Linked DNA regions of Zea mays: region 2 is linked to region 1. Evidence: chromatin contacts called from public Hi-C data. All regions are on one chromosome and are shown on one strand. The core of a region is the stretch at or near the end of the contact, and the rest is flanking DNA. Distances in the headings are between cores, read along the strand shown.

The links. A called contact is a pair of places that touch in the nucleus more often than the background predicts.
Region 2: a contact with region 1 is called in a Hi-C map of ear, with 2.3 times the contacts expected there. The contact joins the promoter of LOC100192019 here to the promoter of LOC100283982 in region 1. A contact is called at or near these places in 2 of 25 Hi-C or Micro-C datasets (ear and tassel).

What each region holds. Positions count from the first base shown.
Region 1 is chr2:38,446,740-38,450,205 of Zm-B73-REFERENCE-NAM-5.0, forward strand. LOC100283982 (peptide methionine sulfoxide reductase) reads left to right here and starts at 1,498. Exons shown (of 2, transcript NM_001156880.1): 1 at 1,498-1,937; 2 at 3,424-3,466. The coding sequence starts at 1,617. TRNAF-GAA (transfer RNA phenylalanine (anticodon GAA)) reads left to right here and starts at 460; the gene lies at 460-532.
Region 2 is chr2:38,679,818-38,683,283 of Zm-B73-REFERENCE-NAM-5.0, forward strand. It overlaps LOC100192019, which reads right to left and starts at 1,847. Exons shown (of 3, transcript NM_001137443.2): 1 at 1,011-1,847; 2 at 686-933; 3 at 1-159. The coding sequence starts at 1,436.

The DNA of each region.
Region 1 (3,466 bases), core at 248-2,747:
AAAACTAATATCCGAATAAGATCCGTTTACACCCCGTAACACTGAAAAGGAACAAAAGGCTGAACCGAGAGTCCAATAAATCAGGCAGAAGCTGGAGCTCCTTGCCCTTTCTGCATGAAAATGATCACTTTTTTTATATGTTTGGTTTGAAGTTGTAGTACACGTCGCTTCTCCCCCTCTGAATTGTGATTGTGACGTTTTCCTTTTTCTGAACTCTGGACAACGCGCAGCACGTCGTCTGAAATTGTAACGCTGCAGAGCAACATCAAGAACCTTTGTAGTACCGCGGGCTGCATTCTCGCCGCCCTGTTTGTTTGTGAATCGCTGGAGTTTTCAGCAGCAGCTGGGTGTTGGTGTTGGCTCTTGATCTGGATCTTGCCTCCTTGCATCGTGGGTCTATGCCACGGCAGCGAAGCCGCGAATGATTAGTTTAAATGTCAGTTTTTAGATAAACAAATAGCGGGGATAGCTCAGTTGGGAGAGCGTCAGACTGAAGATCTGAAGGTCGCGTGTTCGATCCACGCTCACCGCATATATTTATTTCACTTTTGGCTCCCATTTTGAATCTTTTGAAGAATACAGAATACAAAATTGGCCCTGCTTTAAACATTTACACAACAGACAGTCGAAAGACATGTTATATATACTTTTCATAATTAATTTGGCCCTCATTTTTAATCTTTTGAATTGACAAATTTGGTCATGTTGTGCACATTTACACAATGGACAAAATCGAAAGCAATGATTTAGTTTGTCCCTCGTTTTGAATATTTTCAATAGACAAATTTGGTCCTGCGTTAAACATTTACACAGGAGAGGTCGCAAATAGCTGCGCGCATGCTAGGTTTTGCCGTTCACGAACGAGCGACAAGGTACTGTACATTAGTTTATTTACACTGATCCAAGTCATAGCTTTTCGATACCAAAATATTAATCTGTACAGCGATCTCCTCGTGTTTTCTAGTTATACATTGTACTTTCCCCCGATTTATTTGGAAGCACATGGTTACATCTGCCGTGGAAATCCTAACTACTACACAGAAATAGCAGCTTGCACAGATTGTAGTCATCTATAAGATTTTGTGAGGATTTACATCAGGACGTGTACACGTATAACTACATAACAAATTAGCAAGGGCGACAACAAACCTTAAGAGCTGATTTAGTGGGTTGATTTGGTGACAAGAGGATCATAGAAGGATTAAAGGTGATTGAGGGCGAAATTAGTTTATTTCCCCTCAACGCCCTCCAATCCTTCCGTGATCCCATGTCACCAAATCAACTCTAAAACATAAGAATATACAGAACTTTCTGTTACAATTTCTTAAGGTCCACATTTAATTCTACTAACAACTTTTTAGTCAACTAAATATTACCTCTAGTCCATTCAAATAACACTAAACGTCACCGCTGACGCCCCTGGCCGGCCGGGAAAATAGAGAGGAAACACTGGTCCATCCATAAACAAAAACTAAACAAGCAGAAGCTGAAATTGCCATCAGATTGGGAGACTCACTTCACTCACTCGGGAGTCGGGTCCTCCTCGACTCAGCTCCTCCACAAACAAAGCCACCACCATCCCAACCCAAACACATCGGCCGACCACGGGCGCCGCCATGTCCACCGCTGACGCGGCGAGCCCGGCCCTGGCGCCGGACTGGGACGCGCCGGCGGGCGAAGGCCTGGCCCTGGCCCAGTTCGCCGCGGGCTGCTTCTGGAGCGTGGAGCTGGTGTACCAGCGCCTCCCAGGCGTGGCGCGCACGGAGGTGGGGTACTCGCAGGGCCACCGCCACGCCCCCACCTACCGCGACGTCTGCGGCAACGGCACGGGCCACGCCGAGGTGGTCCGCGTGCACTACGACCCCAAGGCCTGCCCCTACGACGTCCTCCTCGACGTCTTCTGGGCCAAGCACAACCCCACCACGCTCAACAGACAGGTGCGCGACCGTCTACTGAATAAACACACACACACACAATCTCTTGCGCGGTGGCGGCGCCGGCGCCAGCCTAGCTGATCGCCTGATCCTGTCGCCGGCGTCGCAGTCGCAGTCGCAGGGCTGGTTGGGGGCCCACTGCAACCAGTTGCCAGGTTCAATGGACCTGGTCACCTGGAACGGATACTATTTTCGATTCCGCTGCGCCTTTCGCAGCCGCTGAACGCGATCTATGTTTCTTTATTGCACCACGTAGCTAGTATCCCAAATTAGTTGACAAGTCAGCATATTAGCCAATGGTAGACCGTACGTAGACAAGACAGCATCAGTCGATGTCATGTGGAGGAGCATCGTGTTCGTGTCCATAAAAAACACTGTATGGTGTCAATAATATGGAACCTGGTCATTGACGTCAACATCCTAATTTAGTCGTTTAGACAGCCAAACGCTTGTTTCCCTAGTAATAGATAAGGCCCCGTTCTAAACCTTGTCAAGCTAATTAGGTTAGAGCAGCTAGCAATTAATAGCTATCGAGATATATATAACTAGCAATTAGTTGATCTATTAGTTGGTCCATTCTAAACCCTAAAACAAAAATAGAAGATCATAAAAAACTCTTAAAATTTTATAGAACACCTTATTATTTATTCTACCACGATATTAAGAGATAAAAACTACAAAATTCTATTCTTTTAATCGTGTGTATTAAATAAAACTAGTACAATAATACCTGCACATTGCCACGTCGCGCAAGAATAAATATTATATTTTATTTTAGCCAAAAGATATAAAAATGTATAAGTCAAATAGAACTCGACACTTTTTTTATAACTCGTTCGATGGTTCGTCCTCTTTTAACTATCGTGTGGTAATATATAGGAGTGTTGCGTTGTGAATGGTTTCCTGTCGTTTTGGGCTTGGATGCTCACGATGCATGTAGGCTTGGATGGTTTTCATGGCTCGTCTATAGAGTAACGACATATAAGTAGGGGAGAGAAATAGACATCAAAACTAGTGTTTTACAGGAGTAGAGACTTTCTGTTTTATACCGTTTATAGATAAATCATAACTTAATATTTTGATATATTAGTAGAGTAAAGCCTTGTTTGGAACCCCTAGAGCTAATAGTTACCTAGCTAATAAATTATTAGCTAGGTTGAGCCGGCTAATGAACTACTCCCTCTGTTTCTTTTTATTAGTCGCTGGATAGTGCAATTTTGCACTATCTAGCGACTAATAAAAAGAAACGGAGGGAGTAATTGTTAGTTGTGAGGTATCTAACAATTATCTACGGTACTAGTCGATGGTGTTTAGAACCCAACAACTAATTTTTAATAGCTAACTATTAGTTTTAGAGATGTTCCAAACAGGGCCTAAATAACGAAGAAATTACTTTTTGGTAATTTCACGGAAGATCGACTGCACATCTTGCTTTCTCCTAATTAGTTAATTACTCGGTCCAATGTGACGCATTTCTCCGTGACGCCAGGGCAACGACGTCGGGACGCAGTACCGGTCGGGCATCTACTACT
Region 2 (3,466 bases), core at 597-3,096, 230 kb after region 1:
CTGTACCAGTGCACCTCGAACGCCACCTTCCCGGTGAAGCTGAGGTTCACCGGCCGCGAGTTGAGGAAGGCCAGGTCGTTGTCGAAGCTGAGGCCCGAGAGGATGACCAGCACGCGCGGGTTCGCCGCGTGCACCGCCTCCGCGCCGCGCTGCATGTACCTGCGTGCGTGTCGACGTGGTGGCTGTCGTCAGCTCACAGTCAACTGCCAGTCGTGCGGCTACCAACTGCAACTGTGCCATTGAAAGCTCGTCCTCCGAACAGATAAAATTGTTGGTGGTACTACCGGCGCGCGCGCAGGGCGCACTATAGTGAGTGAATGAACGAAGAAAACTACTGCGTATAGTACTAAAACGCCATTTACTGATCTTCACATGTTGTGCAGGAGCAGTGCGTGCAGTAGTGTGCACTGCTCCAGTCCTCTGTGCTCCTGCTGGAGTACTATGGCGGTAGGAAGCGAGCTGCCAACCACACACTGGGTTTCATTAACGGGCCATGGCGGGCATGGCAGATGACACAGATGAACACGGGGTGAGGTGGGGTGGGTAGGACATAATCACGACACTGAGCATGGGTATTAATACCCATGGCAGAGAAGAAGTGAAAAACGAGTGTTCTACTTGCACTAATCGTGTTTGCTTCCTCAGATAAAAAAAACAAGCGATATGAACAGTTTTGACCGCTTACTTGTACCAGTCGTTCACGTTCTGCCTGGGGCCCCTGAGCTCGTTCCGAAGGCTCATGCCGACGACATTGGGGACGCCGGCGAACATGGTGGCCATCTTGGTGAGGCCGTCGACCCAGACGTCCGGGTCGAAGTAGGTGTCGCCGAAGAAGCCGCTGCCGTCGGTGTTGCTGCAGCACCACCCGGGCTTGCTCAGGTGGTTGTCCAGGATGACCATCAGGTTGTGCTCGCCCAGGCTGCTCACCACGGCCTGCATGCACACCCGATCCACAACGTCACGCGTCTGCTCGGGCTTGTCCTTCGTGAGAGCGAGACAGACAGACTTGCCTTGAAGGCGTCGATGAGCTTGAGGTCGACGACCCCGGGGTTGTTGACCCTGATGCCGGCGAGCGACTCGGTGAGGTTGAGCCGCTGGAAGGACTGCGCGACGGTGAGGTCGGAGTAGGAGGCGTCGGTGACCAGGAACGTGGGCCACGTGAACCTGACGCAGTTGAACCCCATGGCGGCCACGTCCGCGGCGATGGCGCCGACGGGCCGCTTGCCCAGCCCCTCCGCCAGCACCGGCTCCAGGTGCGACGGCCAGTTCACGCACGCCAGCTTCACCCGGCTCCCGCTCTCGTCCAGCACCCACCGCGACGCCGTCGACAGCGTGGCCGCCGCGCACCCGTGGTGGTGGCGACACGCCAACGACAAGGCCAGAAGAAGCAGGGCCAGGCACGCGGCGTCGGCGAGCGGAGGACACGAACACCCCATGGTGACGGACGGCAGATGTGACGAGGGAGGGACACGGAGCCGGGCGGTGGACGTGGAGATTTTTATAGCAGGCGCCGCTGGGCCTGGACATGCGTATGCGTGCGCACAGGGATCTTACTCTTGCCGATGGTTAAAGTAAAGGCTTGGCAGCAACAACTGTTCGGATATAATCTATGCTTAAAGGAAGGTCATTGTGGCGAGTAATGAGACCAGTGCTGCGCTCCTAATTCGCATCAGAGGCTGGGAAAAACAAATCGGAGGCCAGCCCGGCCGGTAGAGGGTTGGAGTTGAATGGCCACCTACCTCCCCCCTCTTGGGCTTCAATTTCCAGTGATGCCGATGCCGTGCCTGCCTGCCTGCATTCAGCAACCAGCACACCATTTCGATGTAGGACTGGAGTACACCTCGAGTACGTGCCGCTGGAATCGGTTGCAATTGAAATAGTGCAGACATCTCTGTAGCACTGGCGCGTGCGCGACGTGCAGTGCAGGATGCGTTTGCTTGTAACCTAAGAACTGCCACATGCTGCTGCGGTTGCGTCCAACTGAAAGGGTGGAAAGCGACGGCGGCCGGCATGGGAATGAGCAAGCAGAGCATACTAGCTACTGAAGAGACCAAAACGCTTGTCCTGAAGCTGATTCAGGCTCACGATCCACTGCAGGATTGTCTCTTGCCTTGCTTGGGGTGGGTGCCTATAACACGCTCTTGTGTCGTAGGCTCGACGATTTTGTTTGTTTGTCAGTGGATTTGGCTATGTAGAGGGGTGTTTGTTTCAGCTTAAATTCTGGCCATCGGAATCCGATTCTATCAGTCAAACGTTTTTGTTTTTCAATTCGCTTGTGTAAGAATTACTTCCGTAAAAATAGTCAAAATCAATGTGAATGTAGGATTCGTGAGTCGTCGCGACAGGAGAAATCCGTTGCTTTCTAGATCCTAAATCCTACGAGCTCCTTTATCTTTCTCCACACATAAACCCTTTGATATTTAGATTCTAGTGACAGCTAGTACGAATTCAGAACACGAATTCAGAACCTCAAAAAAACTCTTCAAAAAAAAGTTATACCAAACACGCGCAGAGCAAAAGTGTTTCAAATGATGACACATTGATCCAAGGGCGTGTAGACGATTCCCTGCATATATTTTTTAGTTGTACTCGAAGAGAAGAGAGATTAGAACAAAATTCAAGTTCCTCTTAACATTAGTTACTTTGAGGTTTGAGCATACTTTGATCATAAAAATGTGTAATAAAACAACAAGCTCATTGACATATTTTAGCTGTGGTTCTTATAGCGTTGAAGACTAACATTAGTTAGATAGATGAAGTGCCAAACCTTGGAATGGTGTGATTGGAGAGCTAGCTGTGCACCAGTCCCATGATAGAAATCCATATGATTCATCATAAGCTAAAATGCCATCTCTGATACAGTAACCCCCTTTGCAGAGCCCAAACTGCCCTGTCCAGGTCCATTTTGAAAAGAAAAAAAAGAAGCTGAGAGTGTTGTCAATATCCAGGCCCGAAAAAATAACCAGGAGCTTGTTCGGCTGCCCATGCGAGAGCACTGTTGCAGCTGCAAAATACTGTTGCGGCTGCAATCCCTAGAGACAAAATACTGTAGAAGCCGCAGCCGCAGTTGGATTAAAGCCGCAGCGAACAAGCCGCAGGACGTTAGGCTTTGCAGCATGCACAGCTTCAGCACCCAGCTGCATGTACCTAAGTTGGAATTAAAATTGATATAAAATTCTTGATACCAAGAGACATGAAAAATGACATTTTCGATCACAGCAACACGCCCCCACGTATCTGTACCACAAACTAACCTTTTGTTTCGGTCCTTGAAGCTCATGCCAACAACATGTGCTTTAAGGGTAACATAAAAAATTAAAAAAAATATGATTTTTACAGGTGTCACGGCATTATGTTAGGCTATCTGGACTAGTAGGAATGATTTAGTTTTTGATAAATCCCCCATGGTTACTTATTTGCAGGTGATGTTTCGAATGACGCGTTGGCTTAGACTTTGGGCTAAACT